2 separate regions of the Sus scrofa genome follow, and region 2 is linked to region 1. A link is a contact called in public HiChIP or PLAC-seq data. All regions are on one chromosome and are shown on one strand. Each heading gives the region's core, a stretch centred on a gene start, on an enhancer-like site or on the middle of the called end of the contact. The rest is flanking DNA. Distances are from core to core; before and after follow the strand shown. Region 1 has its middle 63 kb from the start of ETS2. Region 2 overlaps ETS2 (protein C-ets-2).

Region 1 (5,929 bases), core at 1,507-4,006:
TCATTTATTTGTTTGTTTATTTATTTATTTATGGCCACACTGCGGCACATAGAAGTTCCCAGACCATGGATTGAATGTAAGCTACAGCTGCAACCTATGTCACAGCTGCGGCAATGCCAGATCCTTTAACCCACTATACTGAGCTGGGGATTGAACCTGTGTCCTGGTGCTGCAGAGACACTGCCAATCCTGTTGCACCCCAGCAGTCAGATTCTTAACCCACTGCAGCACAGCGGGAACTCCAGAACTGTTTTATTTTATAGACACACGCACATATTCATAAACACATACAACTTCACTGCCTTATAGGAATTCCAGCAGGGTCTGTGGCAGGGCAAGGGGTTGGCTGTCCACACAGGTGAACATAGATGGTTTAAAGGAAGAATGGAGGTGGGAGGGCATCAGAAAATTTCCCATTGCTTCTACCTCCTTAAAAGCAATGTGGTTAGGATATGATGATGAAAGAATGAGAAGATTTCTGTGGCTTGTGGAACCTGTCATTATTCTGTGGGAACTCTCGGAACTTGGGCTTCTTGAGAGTTCATGAACTTGTCGGAACATTCATGGAGGGAGATATTATCCCATAATTAAGAAAGATACCATGAATGTAAGCTGGTACAGCCACTATGGAGAACAGTATGGAGGTACCTTAGAACTACTTATACATAGAACTACTCTTGGGCAATATGACCCATGACTACTCTTGGGCAATATGACCCTTATACATAGAACTACTCTTGGGCAATATGACCCAGTAATCCCACTCTTGGGCATATATCCAGACAAAACTTTCCTTAAAAAAGTCACATGCACCTGCATGTTCATTGCAGCACCATTCACAATAGCCAAGACATGGAAACAACCCAAATGTCCATTGACAGATGAGTGGATTAGGAAGATGTGGTATATATACACAATGGAATACTATTCAGCCATAAAAAGAATGACATAATGCCATTTGCAGCAACATGGATGGATCTAGAGACTCTCATACTGAGTGAAATAAGTCAGAAAGAGAAAGACAAAAAACTGGAATCTAATATACAGCACAAATGAACCTTTTCACAGAAAAGAAAATCATAGACTTGGAGAATAGACTTGTGGCTGCCTGAGGGGAGAGGGAGGGAGTGGGAGGGATAGGGAACTTGGGGGTAACAGATGCAAACTATTGCTCTTGGAATGGATTTACAATGAGATCCTGCTGTGTAGCATTGAGAACTATGTCTAGACACTTAGATCACAACAAAACAATGGGAGGAAAAAGTATGTATACATGTATGTGTAACTTGGTCCCCATGCTGTACAGCAGAAAAACAAACAAATACACCAAAAAATAATAAATAAATAAATAAATAAATAAATAAAAATTTACTCAGGTCTGTTGGAACAATATATCCCAGCTCATAGTTTAAGGTCAAGAGAGAAACTTGATTTCGCTTTTTTCTAGCGCGATTCTTTTTCTCATGTAATACTATAGGACTTTTATCTGCCTATGTTTTCTACAGGCCTCTCGTCCCATCTCTTTGTAGATTACCCAAATATTTAAAAAAGATATTATGTTTGAGGTTACTGGAAAAAATCAATAACTTTATTCATGTAATAGTCTTTGCATCTTTGAACGTTGAGCTAATGAAAACAAATTATTTTATACAATTAAAAAAAAAGAAAGAAAGATACCATGAAAGCGCCACCTGACAGTAATACGAGCTGTAGGGAAAGCAGCATAACGCCTGTAAATACGGATAAAAGGGTTAAAGATCAGATCCTAAGGAACAGAGTGGCAGAAGATGGGCAGGAGGTAGGGGAACGTTGCAGAATGCTCATGTTTCTGGACACTTGGGGAAACCCATTTTCAGACTAGCTCCCAACTCAGAAGTGTCTTTTTTAAGCCAAAAGCGTGGATTGGAGAACCTTCCTCTTGCTATTGAATTCTAACAAAGACTAGGCTCAGGATTTCTCTATCCAAAGACAAGCCCTTTCTCTTACTCTAAGCCTGTATGGAAAAGAGCAAACTTTCACGAATATCAATTAATAAAGTCTTTGGAGTGAATTATGAGCAATTACATTAGCATAATCTAGACAAATCTGTAAACCTTTAAGTAGAAAGGTAAGCAATACCATGCAGAAAAGCATAGGACCAGAAGGATCTAGGGAAAGCCAAAAAAAAAAAAAAAAAAGCCAAAGATAGTGGGGAAAAAAGATCTCTATAACCTGGAAAAAGCAGAATCTGGGTTGGATCAATGTTAGTCTCATAATCTCACTAGCAAAGACTTCCTGTGAGTCCCTTAGAAAGCAGGGCCTGTAAGGGTCCATCTCAATCCAACAACACAATTTTACAGTTATCGTAGCTGCTTATCCTCAAGTTGATGCACAGGAAAATGTACGTAACTCTTCAGAACATAGAGTCTATCATCAACACATTATTGTGCCACTAAAACAAGCAGTCCCCCCCCCAACACACACGCATGGGGTTAAGTTTAGAAGACTAATAGTATGTCGTAATGCTTGGCTAGTTTAATTCCAGATAGCAAGAAATCCTGAAAGCAATTTTTAAAAAATCTTCTTGAGAGCATCAAAAAGCCAACAAAATAGTCAGGGCTTACCAGGCTGGGGTGCAGGGGAGGATGAAATCCCAAGATGGTAGCCTGGGTCTCAGGCTGCCTTTTTTTTTTTTTTTTCTGATTCTTGCAATGGCATCAGAAAGGCAGAGAGGCTGAGCCTCATGGGGATGAAATTATGGAAGCCAGGGTTTGGCAAGAGAGGAAAGGAAGTACTAAAATTAAGAAGGAATGAGTCACATGTCTGTATAATAAACACTTAATAGAATAAATTAACAAAGTCAAAGTTCTTTAGAAAAAATTATGAAATTGATAAATCTCTGGCAAGACAGATTAAGGGGAAAGAAAATGCAGAAGAGAAAATACCAGTTCTAAGAATTAGAAAGGCATTAGCACTACAATGTACAGTATAGTAAATGGATATAATGGCTAACTTTCCTGCAAAAAATTTAAAAATTAAGGTAATAATATAGACAAATTCAGAGTTCCCATTGTGGCTCAGAAGGTTAAGAATCCGACTAGTATCCATGAGGATGTGGGTTTGATCCCTGGTCTCACTCAGTGGGTTAAGGATGTGGCGTTGCTGCGAGCTGTGGTGTAAGTTGCAGATGTGGCTCGGGTCCCGAGCTGCTGTGGTTGTGGGGTGGGCTGGCAGCTGCAGCTCCTATTTGAACTCTAGCCTCGGAACTTCCATATGCTTCAGGTGGGGGCCTCTAAAAAGAAAAAAAAAAATGACAAATCCCTGGAAAATACAATCTACCAAAATAGCATTTAAAATAAGAAAAGGAGGTCCTGTCATGGCTCAGTGGTAATGAATCCAACTAGTATCCATGAGGGCGTGGGTTCGATCCCTGGCCTTGCTCAGTGGGTTTAGGGTCCGGCGTTGCTGTGAGCTGTGGTGTAGTTTGCAGCTGTGGCATAGGTTGCAGATGTGGCGTAGGCTGTGGCTGTGGTGTAGGCTGGCGGCTATAGCTCTGATTCGACCCCTAACCTGGGAACTTCCATATGCCACAGGTGCGGCCCTAAAAAAAAGACAAAAAAATTAAAAAAAATAAAAGTAAAAGAAGAAACGTCAAATAGTCTAACAACTATTAAAATAATTGAATCCAGAATTTAATGCTGGCTACCTATCCCCTGCTCCACCAAACACACACACACATACAAATCCTTAGGATCAAAGGGCTTCACTGGAATCTAAAAAATATTTAAGAAAGGAATATCCCTAAAATTACAAAAACTCTTCCAAAAAGTAGAAAAAAACAAAACCATTTCTCAACCATTCACAAGAGCAGAAAACCTGACAAAGACATTACAGGAAAGAAAAATTACAGGCCAACCTCATGACTGCAATATAGATGCAAAAATCCAAAACCAAATCTTAACGAGTCAAATTCAATAATATAAAAATAAGATAGTACATGATGACCAAGTTGGGTTTAATAAAGGAATATAAGATGGGAAAGAAACACTTGAAAAAAACTTCATTGTAAATTTACCACATAAACAAAATAAAGGAGAAAATAATAAGATCTCAGTAGATGCAGGGAAAGCATTTTATAGAATCCAACATCCATTCATGAGAACAAATCTTAACCTACCAGGAATAGATAGGAACTTCCTTAATTTGTCCATTGATATCTATAGGAAACCTATAAAGAAATCTCATGTTATGTTACGGCATTGAAAGCTTTACCTTGAAAGCATCAACAAGGCAATCTGCTATTACTACTTCTATTCTCCACTCACTGGAGGTCGTAGCCTGTGCAGTAAGACAAGAAAAAGAAACACAAGACAAAAGGTTAGTAAGGGAATAAATCAAATGGTCACTATTCCCAAATAATATAATTATCCACATAGAGAATCAAAAAATGAATTAGAATTTAGACATATCGTTAGCAACACTGCCTGATATGAAGTATATATATAAAACTCAAGTTACCCAGTTGAAAAATGAACACGATTTGAAGCTGCTTGTGCAGAAAGGATATTCAAATGTCCAGTAAATATAGAAAAAGATGCTCAAGTTCATTAGTTTTTTTTTTTTTGTTTTTTTTTGTTTTGTTTTTTTGTCTTTTTAAGGCCATGCAGCATACAGAGGTTCCCAGGCCAAGGGTCCAATCAGAGCTGTAGCTGCCAGCCTACACCACAGCCACAGCAACGCCAGATCCAAGGTGTATCTGCAACCTATACCACAGCTCCTGGCAACACCAGATCCTTAACCCACCGAGGGAGGCCAGGGATGGAACCTGCATCCTCATGGATAACAGTAAGATTAGTTTCCGCTAAGCCACGATAGGAACATCCTCAAGTTCATTAGTAATAAAAAATACAAGTTACAAACACATTGAAATTTGCAACATGCTCCATCAGCGTGGCCAAAATTAAAGAGAGGGACCACATCAAGAATTTGTGAAGATGGAGTTCCCATCGTGGCGCAGTGGTTAATGAATCCGACTAGGAACCATGAGGTTGCGGGTTAGTTCCCTGGCCTCGCTCAGTGGGTTAAGGATCCGGTGTTGCTGTGAGCTGTGGTATAGGTCACAGATGTGGCTCAGATCCCGCATTGCTGTGGCTCTGGCGTAGGCTGGTGGCTACAGCTCTGACTGGACCCCTAGCCTGGGAACCTCCACATGCTGCGGGAGCAGCCCTAGAAAAGACCAAAAAAAAAAAAAAAAAGAATTGGTGAAGATGGGGAACAAAGGAAACCCTCTTTCATACACTGCAGTGCAGATAACCAACAAAGCAGTCTGATGTCGGCTGCCAAAGTGAACACGTACATATGCCTTCTTTTTTAGCAGTTCTACTCCTAGGTGGATGCCCAGAAGAAAAACCTGTCTATCTATACCAAAAAACTCAACCATAGTACTATTTGTGCTATCTTTAGATTGGAAGCAACCCAACTGTCCACCAACAATAGAATGGATTCACAAAAATGTTATTTTCATATGATCAGCTGCTATATAGCAGTGAGAATAACTAAACTACAGTTATAAGAACATGAATAGCTCTCACAAACATAATGACAAGCAAAAGAAGTCAGGTGCTCGTGAAAATAGACGGTAGAATTCCACTGACCAAGAGTATAAAAAACAGGCAGACGTTAACTGCAGTGTTGAAGGAGCCTTGCTTAGGTGGTAAAACTGTAGAAGAGCAAGAAAATGTTTAGCAAGAGTCAGGAAAGGGTAATGGTAGCCATTGGTGGGCAGGAGGGGATGCTACATCTACTGAGTGCTCCCAATGCCTTTTCTTGACCTTGGCATTGTTAACAGGTGTGTGTGTGTGCGTGTGTGTTTATGACACTCATTGAGCTGTTCGTTTCTTATTTGCACACTTTGCTGTATGTGTAGTGTATTTAACATGAAAAACCATAG
Region 2 (5,929 bases), core at 2,040-4,539, 84 kb before region 1:
CCCTCTGCTCTGCTCTGCTCTTAGAGAAAAGGCAGATGAATCTCTGGTCCAGGCTCTGGATGAGAGAGCCGAGCCACTGCCAGCTGCTGATCAAACAAATAAGGACAGTGTGTTCTCTGGTGGGAGGTTCCCAGATCATTAAAATTTAAGCCAAGAGCAGTCACGGAAGCCTGGGAGAGCCCCTGGGTAGTAGTTATAAGGACATCAACAAAATGTGGGTGGTCACCTCGGCAAGAGAACACCAGGAAACCGAAGACCCGGGTTTGAATCCTGGGTGGGTCACCAAAGGACCAGCTGTTTCTCAGGGCTTCTTCTGGAAAAAGAGCCGTGACCGTCAGGAGCCATCTGTCCTTGGCAGAACCCTTCCTGGAAGGCTTGGTCATGACTTAAATGGAGCCCAAGCCACTGACACCCAACAGTCTGACACCAACAGCAGGTGCATCCACCCACTGCCATCCGGGAAACAGAGGCACAGAGTAAGTCACGTGCCCACGGTCATACACAAGTGCACCACAGCTGGGTGAGATCTAAAACCCAAGGTCTGGTTCCGAAGCACAGTAAATCCTCCTGCCAATTAGATGTTTCCAAAAGCGGTGATGAAACAGTTTGCTCCCCTCCCCGCCCCTCTCCTTGGACCCTGCCCACCTCCGCTGGCCCCACACCCTATACTTCACGCACCCAACCCAACAGCCCCATCAGGCTCCCGGTCACTAGGTGCTGTGGGTGCCCACCGTTGGTGGCTCTCCGGTCACCAATATGAGGAGTGGCCAGGACGTGGGGAGGAGGGCAGGGGCTAAAGGCAAATTAGTTCTGCTTTTTTTCCACCATGTGAAAAAGCTGTAAGACAAGAACCTCATCTCATTTTGACCTCATATTGACTATTTAGGAAAATATTTTTTTTTTTTTAAATAGTAGTGTTTAAAATACTTTTTTTTTTTTTTTTTTTTTGCAGGGGTGGGAAGGAATTTCCCTTTATGGCTCAGTGGAAGCAAATCTGACTGGTATCCCCGAGGATGCAGGTTTGATCCCTGGCCTCACTCACTGGGTTAAGGATCAACCATTGCCATGAGCTGTGGTGTAGGTCACAAATGCGACCTGGGCCCCATGTTGCTGTGGCTGTGACCTAGACCAGCAGCTACAGCTCCCATTTGATCCCTAGCCTGGGAACTTCCATATGCCTCAGGTGCAGCCCTAAAAAAAAAAAAAATGAAGAATAAATAATAAATAAAATATACATGTTTAACAAGGCTTGGAATTTGAGTGGAACATGGAGAAGGACAGAGTGAGGCTGGAAAGACATTGACAGGGTCCCCTTTAGCCTGTGTGAAGGAAACTTATCACAGAGACACTAAAAAATTCTTTGGAGGGTGGAGGCACGCCCACCGCATGTAGAAGTTCTCAGACCAGGGATCAGACCTGTACCATAGCAGTGACCTGAGCCACAGCAGTGACAACACTGGATCCTTAACCCACTGAGCCACAAGGGAACACCTCTCCTTTTTTTATGGCAGACTTCTTTATTATTTTATAAATTTTTAAATTTTTATTTATTTATTTATTTATTTTTGTCTTTTTAGGGCGACTAGGGGAAGTTCCCAGACTAGGGGTCAAATCGGAGCTACAGTTGCTGGCCTGCGCCACAGCCACAGCAACACAGGATCTGGGCAGCGTCTGTGACCTATACCACAGTTCACTGTAACGCCAGATCCTTAACCCACTGATCGAGGCCAAGGATCGAACCCACATCCTCATGGATACTAGTTGGGATTGTTACCACTGAACCACAACAGGAACTCCTCATTACTTTTTTAAAAGTGTCGTTGATTTATAATATTGTGTTAGTTTCAGATGTACAGCGTAGTAATCCAGTATATTTGCAGATTATATTCCACTCTAGGTTATTATAAGATAATGAGTACAATTCCCTGTGCTATACAGCATATCCTTGTTGCCTCTCTGTTTTATGTATGGTAGAGTGTATCTGTTAACCCCATACCCCTCCCCTTGTAACCCCCCCTTTACCCCTCCCCCAACCGCAAGTTTGTATTCTCTATCTGAAAGTCTGTTTCTGTCTTGCATATACATTAGATTGTATTATTCTTCAGACACCACATAGGTTACAGCATATGGTATTTGGAGAATTATTTTTTTGCTTTAAATAAAAAGTGCTTCCTCTCAACTGGCTCTGAAAGGGTAATATTGGAAATACAGACACTGGATTAGTGAGACAAAGGGAAAATGTTTATCTTCCCACCTCCCTGCCCCGCTTCGACTCCTGTTGTTCTTGGTGAGAGTCTCTGATTTCTAGAACAGTCCTCAAAGTGAAGTCCAAAGACAACACCCTTTCAGGGGGTATCCTCAATGTCAAAATATTTTTATAACAATTAAATATTTGCTTTTTAAACTTTGTTGATGTCTGCACTGATGGTGCAAAATCAAAGGCGGGTAAAACTGCACTGGATCATAATGCATTTTTTGCCAGGTACTCGCAGGGGAAAAAAATACCAGTTTTCTTTAAAACTATCCCTGAGGAAGTAGTAAAAATTAAGTTTCTTAATAAGTAAATACACATCTTTTTCATTTCTGGGTAATAATATGGAAGGTACACAGTTCTAGTGCTACTGAAGTAGACTGGTTGTCCCGGAAAATGCAGTGGTGTGTTTGAGTTGCAAGCTAAACTAACCACCTCATTCATAAGCACCATTTGTATTTGAAAGAACTGATGAATTACATTTATTCAGACTTGTGTATTTGACAGGTATTTCAAAAAGTAAATGAAATACCTTTTGGAAAAGGTATTTAAAAAAAAAAATGGAGTTCCTGTCATGGTGCAGCAAAAGCGAATCCGACTAGGAGCCGCAAGGTTGTCAGTTCGATTTCTGGCCTGGCTCAGTGGGTTAAGGATCTGGCATTGCTGTGAGCTGTGGTGTAGGTTGCAGACACAGCTCAGTTCTAATGTTGCTGTGGCTGTGTATAGGTCAGCAGCTGTAGCTCTGACTGCACTCCTAGCCTGGAAACCTCCATATGCCACGGGTGTGGCCTTAAAAAGCAAAAAAAACCAAAACCCAAAAACCAACCAAACAAAAAACCCTTAGAATATCTGTTGCCCATGATAAAATTTGAGCTTTCAAGTGAAATTTTGAATTTTTTGAAAACTTGCATCTGCCACTGTGAGCTTGATAGCTTCTCAGGGATTTTTTCTGGTGAAATTAGTGGTGGTAGTAACTACTGTGATAGTTTGATAGTGTATGTTGAAATGGGTCAACATTTTGAAGCAATATTTTCCGATGACTAATGCGTGTTACAAAATCACACACGGGTAAAAGATCCACTCAAAGTGCAAGACGGATCAACGTAATTTATTGCAATCATAGGCAAGTTTATTGATACGGTTTCATATTCTAACAGCAATTAACCTTTAAGAAACTATCATTTGTCGGTTTAGGTGTACTATAAAACAATATGCCATTATCAGCTCATAAACACTCCTCCCTCTTCCAATCACAGATCTGTGTGAGGCCTCATTTCCCTCAAAATGTATCACAACAGACTGATGCAGAAGCCAGTATCAGAATCCAGCTCTTTGCTATTAAACCAGACATCAGAGATTTGAAAACATGTGAAACAATGCCATTCTCACTTTGGGGGAAAAATTATTTCTCCGAAAAATGTGAATGTGGACATGTTATTTTAAAAAGGAGCCATATTTTAAAGTTTGTTTTAATTTCTAACATTGATGACCAGTGGTGAGCTGGTAAAACCAGCTCCCTGAGAAGGGTTGGGGGTGGGGGAGCCCCGAGTTGGAGTGTTTGCCAGTTTCCATGGTGTAAATACTCATTCCGACCAAGTTCAAGCTACCAACACCTCACTGAGGCAAAGTGGGGAAGAGGCCTGCACCATTAGCCTGTGGCCAGTGGGTGCCAGGACGCCAATGATATAATCCACCTAGTTTTTGGAATCCTCAGATTTTGGAGCGTGAAAAGGAGGCCCAAGAATGAATGTGAGCACAGGTGTCCTGGGGCCATCGCCTTTGTCTTTGGCAAGTCACCTTGGCAACGTCAGCGCTCTAGGAGTCCTGGCCTCAATTACAAAAGTTCCTGAACTCCACATCCTCATGTTCTTAATAGAAACATCCTAAAATCTACCTCTGCCAAACTTTGAGCAAAGACAAGCTGCCTGCAGCTTTCTACTCTAATCTCTCCTGGAAAGAATTTTTTGCTTTAAGAAACACTTTTGGGGAATTCCCTCAGGAAGGGCTCACATTTGGCTCCAGCCTGATCCCGATTTACCAGGCGATGGGTATGACCAGTTCCAGGGAGATGTGACGCTGAGCGACAGAACTGCTGAGTGGCCAGAGGCTCTGGCCCCAGCACCCCCACTCCATGTTGGGATGGGGACAAAGCATGAGGACCCTTACGAGGAGGAGTTTATATAAACAAAATACTTTATTATTGGAGAGAGAAAAAGCCAAATTACAAAATTTTTATACTTAAGTTCTGTTCTTTACCACGCCAAAGGTTGACAAGGGACTTTTAATGTCCCATAACTCTTTGAGTTGAACCACATGAAACTGCCAACCCTGTAGATAAAACAGACAAATATTGGCAGTTTCACAGGGTCCAACCCCACGTAAAACAAGCTGATGGCTGAGATTTCTTTCAGCAGCAAGATATTCCAGTCACATGTCTGTTGATGTTTTAAACAGATGTCCGAGAGATAAACAGGTCCTGCGTGAGAAAAACATCCTGTGCTTAAAGACATGGGAAGGGATCTTGGGTCAGGACTGAGACCGAGTCACCCCCGTGCTGGTTCTGTCCTTCTCGCTTGCCCCACCACCCAATGCCCCGTTCCCGCTCATCGCATGGATGGTTCGATCCTTCTTTGCAGATGTCACTGCTGGCCCACTTGTCCCTCATGCTGCTAGGGAAGGCCGTCTGACTTTGAAGTCAACTCGACTTGATCATTCGCCAAAGCCAGGAGCACATACTGACCCAGGGGTTCCTCTGGAACGACTACAAAAGTCTCCACCCTGTTCAAGGCTGAATGATCCCAATGCCTTTTCTTCCCCATCTGCTTACCCTCTCTTTGCCTCCGGGCATTCTGTGTCTGAGAAAATAAGAAAACAAACAAGCAAGAAACTGCAGACTCGAAACAGAAAGCAGCAGCTGGGTATCCAGAAAGCCCAAGACGCGACAGGTGAACAGGATGGGACAAATCATGCTTCGCTCACATCCAAGAGGTTTAATAAAGACTCCCCCCCACATCCCGAACCTTCAGCTCTGTACAATAGGTTAACTTTACATGGCGCTGAGATAAAAATAAAACTTTCTTACAAATTCCATTTTTTTTCCCCAGTGAATTACTTTTGCAGTAAAAATAGCTGCTACATAAATCCCTCCTGATCTCTGAAAAGGAGTCGCCGGTTTCCAAAAATAGTATTCCTATTTTAATCGTACAGAAGACGTTGGGGTGCGGGGGTGGGGCGCTGAGAGGAAATGGCTGTGATTGGGGGAGGTTAGTCGTTGGGAAAACAGAACCGAACTAAAAACGAAGTTTTGTGTAGAAACCGATTTAAAGGCATGCATAGAAATGGAGAACATGTGCCAAGTGTCAAGAAAAATACTGCTTTATAGCTTTTACTTTACAATTGAAGGAGAGGAGAGAGGCCGGACGGGCCCCCAGACAATAACATTAAGTTTCTTATAAAAATTCCCAAATGTACAAAGTCCTTGCCATAGATAATAACCCAGGCAAGCCAAAAAAACAGAACACAGGAATAGTAACCCTCTTAGACCTTATTCCTGTACATATAATAACTGTTAATCATACACACTGTACAACCTGCCTCAGCCCGCCCTTGGCGGGTTAAATGTTTGCAAAATGCCATCTGTGCTCTTGAAAAATGGAATACACACGGGATGTCTGCCTT

The links. HiChIP or PLAC-seq counts read pairs in DNA pulled down with a chosen protein or histone mark.
Region 2: an H3K27ac HiChIP or PLAC-seq map of alveolar macrophages shows a contact between it and region 1. The contact joins two enhancer-like sites. A contact is called at or near these places in 2 of 47 Hi-C or Micro-C datasets (epiblast stem cells and liver) and 1 of 2 datasets of contacts at active chromatin or transcription factors (alveolar macrophages).

What each region holds. Positions count from the first base shown.
Region 1 is chr13:202,397,993-202,403,921 of Sscrofa11.1, reverse strand. No RefSeq gene overlaps it. Among named protein-coding and RNA genes, the nearest start is that of ETS2, 63 kb to the left of the region's middle. Within about 2 kb of position 2,756, at least 1 of the 83 cell types and tissues checked has an H3K27ac peak or open chromatin away from gene starts, as enhancers often do. A contact at or near this core is called in alveolar macrophages, where this site is marked.
Region 2 is chr13:202,482,026-202,487,954 of Sscrofa11.1, reverse strand. ETS2 (protein C-ets-2) reads right to left here. Exons shown (of 10, transcript XM_021070986.1): 10 at 4,421-5,929. Among named protein-coding and RNA genes, the nearest start is that of ETS2, 21 kb to the right of the region's middle. Within about 2 kb of position 3,289, at least 16 of the 83 cell types and tissues checked have an H3K27ac peak or open chromatin away from gene starts, as enhancers often do. A contact at or near this core is called in alveolar macrophages, where this site is marked.